Linked DNA regions of Zea mays: region 1 is linked to region 2. A link is a contact called in public Hi-C data. All regions are on one chromosome and are shown on one strand. Each heading gives the region's core, a stretch centred on a gene start, on an enhancer-like site or on the middle of the called end of the contact. The rest is flanking DNA. Distances are from core to core; before and after follow the strand shown. Region 1 holds the start of LOC103639802 (L-type lectin-domain containing receptor kinase IX.1). Region 2 holds the start of LOC100281810 (hexose carrier protein HEX6).

Region 1 (5,060 bases), core at 184-2,683, 170 kb after region 2:
CACCGAACAGCAAGCTGCTCAAAGGCGCAGGCACTCGCTCGGTCGCTCCGCCGATCCATCCGCGCCGCGCCGCGGCCTGCAGGACAGCCAGGCTGATGGAAGATGGGTGGGGGTGGCTGAACTGGTCAGAGTACATACATGCGGCACGCACTGGCAGCAAGATCCAATATTCTCGCAGAGGACTCCAAATTAAGGGCCTGTTTGTTTACCCCCCAGATTATATAATCTGTATTAAATAATCCTAAGAGGCAAACAAACAGTCTAGCTTATTTGCCCAGATTATATAATCTAACCTCTTGAATTATGATAATCCATAAGCAAGTGAGGAGGTGCTTATTTCAGATTATTTTTTTCCCACTTCCCCACTACCCTTTCAAGTTTCCTAGAAATTACCCACCATTGCCATTATAATCTACCGAATCGTTTTTGCGCCTATCGGATCGGAGAAGCCCGTCGCCCAACAGAAACACGCCAGATAATCTGGGTAAACAAACATGACTACTCAGATTATATAATCCAAATTATATAATCCAGATTATATAATCCTCCAAAAATAATCCAGATTATATAATCCATTGGGGTAAACAAACAGGCCCTAAGCCAGGCTGATGGAAGATGGGTGCACGGGGTTGGCTGAACCTTGCACTAACTGCTTTTTTTTTCACGAATACACAGACACAGGAGAGAGCTGTGTATCTTTTGTATTCATAAGATGCCAACATGATTACAACCAAAAAAAAAAGAAGAAAAAGGACCGGTGCAAAAAAAAAACGTCCGGAACCCGAAAGTAAAAAGAACCTGGGCGGCGCCACCGGCTAAGTACTAGAGGGTTGTTTGGTTCGGTGTCTAACTTGTCACACTTTATTTAATTTTTCTGTCTAAGGTTGATTATTCAATTAGAATGACTAAACTTGGACAAAATGTGGTACAATTAGCCACGAACCAAACAGACCCTAGATCGAAAGCAGCTAAGTCCAAGTAGACCAGAAAATCTACGTGGTCCGATGGTCATGGCGGGTTATCAGTAGAACATTGCAGCCCCTTGATGCCAAAAAGGAGGCATGAATGAGTGTTGTCATAATGGGACGAATGAAAGAAGTCGTGACATTTTGCACTGTATAATTATCATTGCGGAAAACATGTGTGGTGGTAGACTATATAATATTAAACCCATAACTTGAGTCGACAATGATATAGATCTTCAATGTTGGTTTTTAATTAAGGGCCATCAATCATTTTTAGATTTTTTAAGTTAACAACCGATGATAAAAGGTTGTTTTACTGCTACTTTCGAAGTAGTAACCGGTAATAATGGACCGAGAAAACATGTCTACTGAACATTAGCCAATTCACATTGTAAACTGCGTGATTTCTTCTTTTGACACGTTCAAGATGCCAAAGCGGCAGTACATAGTACCCATTATTGCGCTCCAACGAAAAGGCCAAAAAAAAAAAAAAACAAACCCATCACCCACTTATGACCTGATCGTCGATGATCAGACGCGATCCGGAGTGGTTTGAGAGCCCTCGCAATTTACGTTATTGACCATCCAAGTATCCAAACATTAGCTCATTAGCCGCCGCCATGGCTCTTCATCGGAGCTTCCTTATCTTCACCGTCATGTCGTCGTTTGCCACCCTTACTGCAGTTGTGGTGTGTGGCCAGGTCCAGCACTACTACACGGCTTACCACCCTTACTGCTCCACGACGGGAAACTACAGCACCGGCAGTCCGTACCAGGTCAACCTAGTGAAGCTAATGGGCGAGCTCCCCTCGATCGCCCTCGCCAACCGCGGTTTCCAGGTCGACACGGCCGGCGAGCACCCCAGCACGGTGTTCGGCCTCGCCATGTGCTACGCGGACACCAGCTGGACCGCGTGCCGCCCCTGCCTCGAGGCCGGGGCCGCCGGGGTGCAGCAGGCGTGCCCGTTCGGCCGGGAGATGAAGGCCCTATACGACGAGGTCTGCCTCCTGCGCTACTCCGACCAGCCCTTCTTCTCGGCCGCCGACGTCGACGTCGCGTTCTACGTCTGGCAGAAGGACTCCGTCGTCGCCGCCGCCGACGTGCCCGCCTTCAACGCCACGCGGTGGAGGCTGATGGCGCGGCTCGCCGCCGAGGCTGCCGTCTCCTCGCTGCGGCTGGCGAACGGGAGCGAAGCGTACGCCGCGGAGGCGGAGGACTCGCGGGGAGCCGGCGCCCAGCAGGTCGCCGTGCCCGTGCACGGGCTGGTGCAGTGCACCAGGGACCTTAACGCCAGCGAGTGCACCAGATGCCTCACGAGTTTCCTCGCCGGCCTGTCGAGCTCGCTCCCCAACTACACCTACGGCACCGCCAAGGGCTATAGCTGCTATATGGCTTACAGGGTCGGGGACAAGCTGGACATCACCATTCCGCCGCCGGCACTAGTAGCATCGTCGCCACCGCCGCTGCCATCAACTACCACGTCGCCTCTGCCTGACCGCACGCCGACGGCAGCTCTGGTGGCCGGTGTGTCAGTTAGTTCTGCGGCAGTCTTCATCGTCTCCGCGGGCGTCTCGATTTGGCTCCTGCTGCGGCGGCGGCGACGCAGGCAAAAGGCGAGAGAACAAGAACTGCGTGCGTTTGATGGTGACTACAACTACAACGACGAGGAGGAGCCCCTGCAAGACGAATTTGAGAAAGGGACAGGGCCGAGGAGGTTCCGCTACCGCGAGCTGGCCATGGCCACGGGCTTCTTCTCCGACGAGGAGAAGCTCGGCGAAGGAGGCTTTGGGTCGGTGTACCACGGCTACCTCAAGGACATGGGCATTCACGTCGCCATAAAAAGGGTGTCCAAGGGCTCCAAGCAGGGGAGGAAGGAGTACATCTCCGAGGTGAGGATCATAAGCCGGCTGAGGCACCGCAACCTGGTGCAGCTCATCGGCTGGTGCCACGGCGGCGGCGAGCTCTTGCTCGTCTACGAGTTCATGCCCAACGGCAGTCTCGACACTCATATCCACAACCACGACAAAGTACTGCCGTGGCATCTGAGGCATGAGATCGTGCTTGGTATCGGCTCCGCGCTCCTGTACCTGCACCAGGACTGGGAGCAGTGCGTGGTGCACCGTGACATCAAGCCGAGCAACGTCGTGCTGGACGCGTCCTTCAACGCCAAGCTCGGCGACTTCGGGCTGGCGAGGCTGGTCGACCACGACCGGGAGTCCCACACGACGGCGCTCGCCGGCACCATGGGCTACATGGACCCGGAGTGCATGGTCACTGGCACCGCGTGCGCCGTGTCCGACGTGTACAGCTTCGGAGTGGTGGCGCTCGAGACCGCCTGCGGCCGGCGGCCGGTCGTGGTCCTGCGAGAGACGCAGCAAGGGTCAGAAGCCACGGCGGGGCACACGCACCTGGTGCGGTGGGTCTGGGAACACTACGGCCGCGGCAGGGTGGTCGACGCGGCGGACGCGCGGCTGAGCGGCGAGTTCGACAGGTCGGAGGTGGAGCGCGTCATGGTCACCGCGCTGTGGTGCGCGCATCCTGACCGCAGCCTCAGGCCGTCCATCAGGCAGGCCGTCAACGTGCTGCGGCTCGAGGCGCCGCTGCCCATCCTGCCGGCGAAGATGCCGGTCGCGACGTTCGTGCCACCTGCGCACGGTCTCCTGTCTGAAGCAATGGCGATCGTGACCGACAGCGGCAGCTCCGGGAGTGGCACCACAAGCTCCAGCACCGTGTTGGCACCACAGGAATCGTCCCCGACTCCCCGCTGAGATGACAACGCGCGTGACCGGGTCTGATACCATTAGAACGGACACTGTTGATGCTCAAAAGTGTTCTATATGTAATACTGGTTCAGAAAACTGGACAAACATCACAACCTGTTTAAGGGCCTATTTGTTTCAGCTTATAAATTATATAATCTGGATTATAATCTAAATTATATAATCCAGATTATAATCTAGATATATTATAATCTATATGTAGTTGTTTGATAGTTTAGATTATACAAATGTAGATTATTCACAAAGACAACAATACCCTTATTGTTTATTTGAGGTGCGAAAAGAAGGATGGCATATATTGTAATTTTTATTTACATTACCATGGGTAGTGGGTCTTTTGCCAAAATAATCTCAAATAAGCTAGTCTTGAGAATATTATGAGATTATCATAATCTGGAGTTTAGATTATATAATCTGAACTAATAATCTATGTGTTTGTTTAACTATTAGATTATTTGCGCTGGATTATATAATCTGGAGAGATTATAATCTGAAACAAACAGGGTCTAAGTGGCGAGCACATAAGAAACAAAAGTGTTCCTTATGTCAAAACTGGACAAACATCACAACCTGTAAAGTGGCGAGCATATAAGAAACAAAAGTGTTCCTTATGTCAAAACTGGACAAACATCTGTTGAATAATTAGACAAATTTCAGATTAAATTTCGAATATAAATCATGACAAAATCAGAAAAACTGAAATAAAAAGCCAAATCAGATGATGCGTACTGATTAGACATACTGATAGATGACGCGCGCCGGAATCAGCAGGGTCGATGATGTCGAAGTAGCGAAATCAGCAGGGTCGACGAGGTCAGAAGATCACGAGCAGTCGCGTGAAGACGCTTCCCAAAAACCTTATTCGCCCTCTCCCGGTGCAGGATCTAGAAGACGAAGGGTTCCGGAGACCTGCTCTCCTGATCGCAGATGCACCTCTACGGTCGGGACGAAGAGAACTAAAAAGCGGCTCAGCTATGAAGAGAGGCGAAAGCGAAACTGGGATGATTTGGAGGCTGGCTGTCGGGCTCCTTTTATAGGGCCGAGTCCGCGACCCCCGATCTTATCCACCCACAAAAATCTCGCGATCAGTTGAGATTTTATAGCGATCGGTTAGAATAAACGTAACAGCCAAGAAACCAAAAAATCAAACGATCGGTTAAGATAAACGTAACAGCACCAAAAAAATCAAACGACAAAAGGTAGCCGCGCCCCGCAAGGCGAGGGGCCGGAGACCATTCACGCGCATGTCGTGCGCCCGCGCCCTTCGCCCCGGCCAGGCCAGGCCAGGCGAGGCGAGGCGAGCGAGCGCGCGCGC
Region 2 (5,339 bases), core at 594-3,093:
GTCCAAAATATAGTAGTGTTTACACAGTGGTTTAAGTGCTTTTGTTATCAGTTGCTATGTATTCTGCACGTAAAACTGTCTTCTTGTACTGTATCAGTTGGGCCAAATACTATGCCGTGTCAACTGATGGTGGGCTTCTTTGCTTATGCTAAATCATTGGAGATAAACGTGGACAAGCAGGAGCTTGAAGGTGATTTTTGACACTTCATTAGGAATCCAAGGCTGTTTCTTTTGACTTGCATTCCATTAACTTCTCTTCCTGTTCCTACATAATTGTTTGGTCTTGCTATTATTATTTTCTTCCTCTGCTACGACATAGTGTGCTGATGTATGCGTCTACTGCGCAACCCTTTGGCAACACTCTTAAGCTGGTTGATGCATGAAACTTGATATTTTACAAAAGATTATGTGCAGGTTATACACCCTGAAAATGGGGCTTACTTTGCTGACCCTTTTTAGAGCATGGATGGCCACAAAGCTTCAACTTGTATCTCAAATGCCATTCTTTTGTTATGCATGCAGATGCCCAGTGGCACAACCGCGAAGACGTCAAGAAAGCGTTGACGTTTGCTGAATACGAGAAAGCCCAGAGAACAAGCGCTGCCAAGGTCGATCAGATCTGCAAGGGCGCTGAGAAAGGGCAGAACCCCTCTGCCGACTTCAAAGTTGGAAGCGGCGAGCCTGCTCCAATGTTTGTCCCAGGACCCTACGCCATTGCTCACCACCTTATCTCGTCGTGGGCTTTCGAGGGAGCACCGAAGCTGCCTAGTTCATTCTCAAACCTATAAGCCTGGACCCTGGTGTTCAGACAGACGATGACAGGAACTGGACCCCTGTGCTGCGGGCTCATGGATCACCTGTGTTGCCGTGAGTGTAATTCTGATAGTGTGTGTCCGTTGCCGGTTGTGATAAAATAAAATAGCAATAGAGTACTGGGTACAGAAGACTTGCCGGAGGATTTGGCATCAATGGACATGTATATCCATTGCCTTTTTACATGTTGATCCTCTTTGTATCACACGTAATGTTGCATACTTGCATAGATACAACAATGATATACATCACACAGTGTACTCATGCATTTATACATGTATTCAGATAACTGGATTCAATAGTAGAGTCTTTGTCTGTCTCTCTCTCTTTTTCTCACATGTGGTTTGATAATTGCTACAGATGTTCCTGGCCTCTTGGGCAATTTGTTCTTGTTTCCCACATCAATTTCGCCACCTTAACATCACAAATGCAGTGTAGTCCGTAGAAGCGGCGCTACGTGGATGTAGAATACATGAAAAACCGGCGATGGTAGCAAACACGAACACCAGAACCAATGCCTTTGAAGTCGAATATTCAGAGCGCGGTAGTTTGTTGCAGCAAGTAATCTGCCCAGATTCTCTTGGACTAAAAGTTGGTCTCGTGTCTGGTTGCAACAAGCAAGGACTAAAACTAAACTACTGATACCTTGGTTTGTCTAGTCTAGTGCACAAGCACACGAGGCAGTCTGCAATTCTGCATCAGCCTCCAATTAGTCAGCAAAACCTGTAGAATATAGTACTGCATTATCATGTGCAGAGACTAGTCAGCACACCAATCGTTTGCAGATAGCAACGGCTGAGTGGCACCTCTGTCAGTCTCTGTGCTGCACTGCCCATTTCCTACTCTGTTCAAGGAAGTCATCAAGGTATGGTTCATGTGGTCCAAAGTCCAAACAAGGACGAGATGGTCGCATTGGTCGACATCGGATCTCCTATCCGGTTAGTCAACCATGACCGCTACAAGTCACCTACTATACCAACACTTCCACAGCTACCACAAGATAAGATCACTTGCCCTTCACTGCGACTGCGAGCAAGCAGCTCTGGTAGTCTGGTCTGATCACTGATCAGATCAGCCATGGCGGTCGGCGTCGTCGCCGCTGAGGGCGGCCAGGACCGCCGCTACGGCGGAAGGATCACCGCCTTCGTTGTGCTGTCCTGCATGACCGCCGGCATGGGCGGTGTCATCTTCGGCTACGACATCGGGATCGCAGGTAAAAAAAATGGATGCCACGAGCGCGCGGCAGCCGGCAAGTAGCAGCAAGGTCGTCGCCGCCGTCATCCCATGTTCCACGATGACTGACTGACGTGTGAACAACGGGCACTCGCGTTGTCGCTCATGCAGGCGGCGTGTCGTCGATGGAGCCGTTCCTGCGCAGGTTCTTCCCGGACGTGTACCGCCGGATGCGCGGCGACACGCGGGTGAGCAACTACTGCAAGTTCGACAGCCAGCTGCTGACAGCCTTCACGTCGTCGCTGTACGTGGCGGGCCTGCTGACCACGTTCCTGGCGTCGCGGGTCACGGCAGGGCGCGGCCGCAGGGCGTCCATGGTCCTGGGCGGCGCCGCGTTCCTGGCGGGCGCGGCCGTGGGCGGCGCGTCGGTGAACGTCTACATGGTGATCCTGGGGCGGGTGCTGCTGGGCGTCGGGCTCGGCTTCGCCAACCAGGCCGTGCCGCTGTACCTGTCGGAGATGGCGCCGGCCCGGCTCCGCGGCGCGTTCAGCAACGGGTTCCAGCTCAGCGTCGGGGTCGGCGCGCTGGCGGCGAACGTGATCAACTTCGGCACGGAGAAGATCGGCGGCGGCTGGGGCTGGCGCGTGTCGCTGGCGCTCGCCGCCGTGCCCGCGGGGCTCCTCACCCTCGGCGCGCTGTTCCTCCCGGAGACGCCCAGCAGCCTGGTGCAGCAAGGCAGGGACCGCCGCGACGTGGCGCGGCTGCTGCAGAAGGTCCGCGGTGCCGGCGTCGACGTGGGCGACGAGCTGGACGACATCGTCGCCGCGGGTGAGTCTGCGGCCGGAGCCGGAGGGGGCGGCCTGCGTCGGCTGCTCGTGGAGCGGCGGTACCGCCCTCAGCTGGTGATGGCGGTGGCGATCCCTTTCTTTCAGCAGGTGACGGGGATCAACGCGATCGCGTTCTACGCGCCGGTGCTGCTGCGCACCATCGGCATGGGCGAGAGCGCGTCGCTGCTGTCGGCGGTGGTGACGGGCGTCGTGGGCGTGGCCTCCACCTCCGCGTCCATGCTCGCCGTGGACCGCTTTGGGCGCCGCACGCTGTTCCTGGCCGGCGGCGCGCAGATGCTGGCGTCGCAGGTGCTGATCGGCGCCATCATGGCCGCGGAGCTGCGGGACAGCGGCGGCGTGGGGAAGGCCTGGGCGGGGGTGCTCATCCTGCTCATCGCCGTGTACGTGGCCGGGTTCGGCTGGTCCTGGGGCCCCCTCGGGTGGCTGGTCCCCAGCGAGATCTTCCCGCTGGAGGTGCGCGCCGCCGGGCAGAGCGTCACGGTGGCGGTGAGCTTCGCGTTCACCGTGTTCGTGGCGCAGGCGTTCCTGTCCATGCTGTGCCACATGAAGGCCGGCATCTTCTTCTTCTTCGCCGTGTGGCTCGCCGTCATGACCGCCTTCGTGTACCTCCTGCTGCCGGAGACGAAGGGGGTGCCCATCGAGCAGATGGCCGGGGTGTGGCGCGCGCACTGGTTCTGGAGCAGGGTCGTGGGGCCGGAGTCGGACCCCGACATAGACGAGGAGCGCGCGCGCGGGAAATTATAGTGCGGATGCAACGAACAGAACCATATGAGGTCTTGTTCGTTTGTGTCGGATTGGTGGGTCGGAACGATTCCGACCTGCGAGCTGGATTGCTTCTCTAACTTATATAAACTTTGATTAGGCCTGAGGAAGCTAGGTGAGGAAGGCCAAGCAAACTAGAGTAGACGGCCTCAGGTGACTTGAAAGAAAACAGACAGTATTCAGACAAGTTCTGTGAGCCTTCATTCATCAAGTGAAAATTGCAGGATCATCATAACCATGCAGGTTGGCAGGTTGCAGATGCAGCCCCAAGCTACAAGATGTCAGACCGCAGCACATATACAAGAACCTGCTGGAGGCCTGTTCCCAAAACGCTTATACTATTACCTACTGTCAGTTCACAGATCCTTGGATTATTCATACGTGATCAATTTCATTTCGGCCCCTTTCGATTCTAGAAAAAAGGGAAAAACGAATGATTCTTATTGTTAAAACTATAGTCTCTTGTTTGACAACTATATCTATACCACCATATAATCCACCAGTTTAAACTTTGCGAAACTCACCTAACCAAATCATACACACACTTATAATCTTTACTGAATTTACCAAACAAATTACACTCAGATTTAACACTTCATTAAAACCAACGGTTCAGAATGCTGGATAATTTTGTCTCCCTTACTCACTCAAATCCAACGGATAATATTATTTGGTTTAGTCGAGTCGGGTCAGATTAGGTTTTATTCAGACAGATCGGATCGGTTTAGTCGGATCGGATGGTCTATGATCAGATCTAGTTGTAGAGGTGTGGGCTTGTTTGTTTTGCCACTTGGGCGGGCATGGGGTCCCATAATGTACTAGCTAATAGATAATAGACGTAAGAGCATATCTAGTTGTTCCAAAAAACTCCCTAAATTTAATTTAGGGTATTAGTAATCAATATCATGTTCCAACATTTCCTTAAAATAAGGTCCCTAAATATATCAACTTTCTAAATATCTCTATTTAGTCCTCAAACTTGGTGAGATGTTTCATACTCTCAATAGTCGTTTTGCTCATCAGTCACATCGTGGAATCACTTGTTTGCCATCGAGTTCGCTTTCGTGTACAAGTGATGCACTTTAAATAATTTAAGTTATAGAAATGATGAATTTATCATTGAGTTAGCATAATTTAAAAATATTTAACAACCAAAGAACTGGGAAACTGTTGGAGTCTAAGGTTGTTTATGTTCCCAATATATATTTAGCAACTTGCTAAATAAGAGTTTAGGGAGCATTGTTTAGAGAACTAATGGAGATGCTCTAAGTTAATTACTCCCATAGCTCCCGTCATTACCTCCACTAGCAACCTCTTATGCGAATAAACAAACATAGAATATATTGATCACTTCTCTCTTTTCGGTCGAGTTGTGGATCCTATACATGCACACAAAGAGTTATGAGAGCAGATCTCCGAAATCGACGTATGCACTAGAGGTAACTGCTTGGATGTGCGAACGATCATTTTTTGTGGAGCGACAACGCGATTGCTCGCTGATCCCTGGTGTGGTCGTCTTCTTTCTAGAGTTGTTGCGGGTCGTATTGTTCCTCTTCCTAGGTGTGGTCGTCTTCTTCTTTATGGACGCCCAATGGATGACACCGCCAAACATTTGCCTGTATCAATTGCGGGCAACTACTTCGAGCAACACATTATGTCAACCTATATGTGAATAGAGCCACAGACGCCTTAATCATGGGTCTCTTTGTTGGGTACACCCTAATATTTGTTTTCGTTTAGTTC

Evidence for each region. Hi-C and Micro-C count contacts between places; a contact is called where the count stands out from the background.
Region 1: a contact with region 2 is called in a Hi-C map of tassel, with 2.1 times the contacts expected there. The contact joins the promoter of LOC103639802 here to the promoter of LOC100281810 in region 2. A contact is called at or near these places in 3 of 25 Hi-C or Micro-C datasets (bundle sheath, root tip and tassel).

The regions. Positions count from the first base shown.
Region 1 is chr9:22,768,721-22,773,780 of Zm-B73-REFERENCE-NAM-5.0, forward strand. It overlaps LOC103639802 (L-type lectin-domain containing receptor kinase IX.1), which reads left to right and starts at 1,434. Exons shown (of 1, transcript XM_008662509.2): 1 at 1,434-4,013. The coding sequence starts at 1,586. The coding sequence ends at 3,733.
Region 2 is chr9:22,602,267-22,607,605 of Zm-B73-REFERENCE-NAM-5.0, forward strand. It overlaps LOC100281810 (hexose carrier protein HEX6), which reads left to right and starts at 1,844. Exons shown (of 2, transcript NM_001353192.1): 1 at 1,844-2,026; 2 at 2,158-3,777. The coding sequence starts at 1,891. The coding sequence ends at 3,578. LOC100283048 (hydrolase, NUDIX family protein) reads left to right here. Exons shown (of 6, transcript NM_001155950.2): 5 at 98-190; 6 at 523-1,171. The coding sequence ends at 788.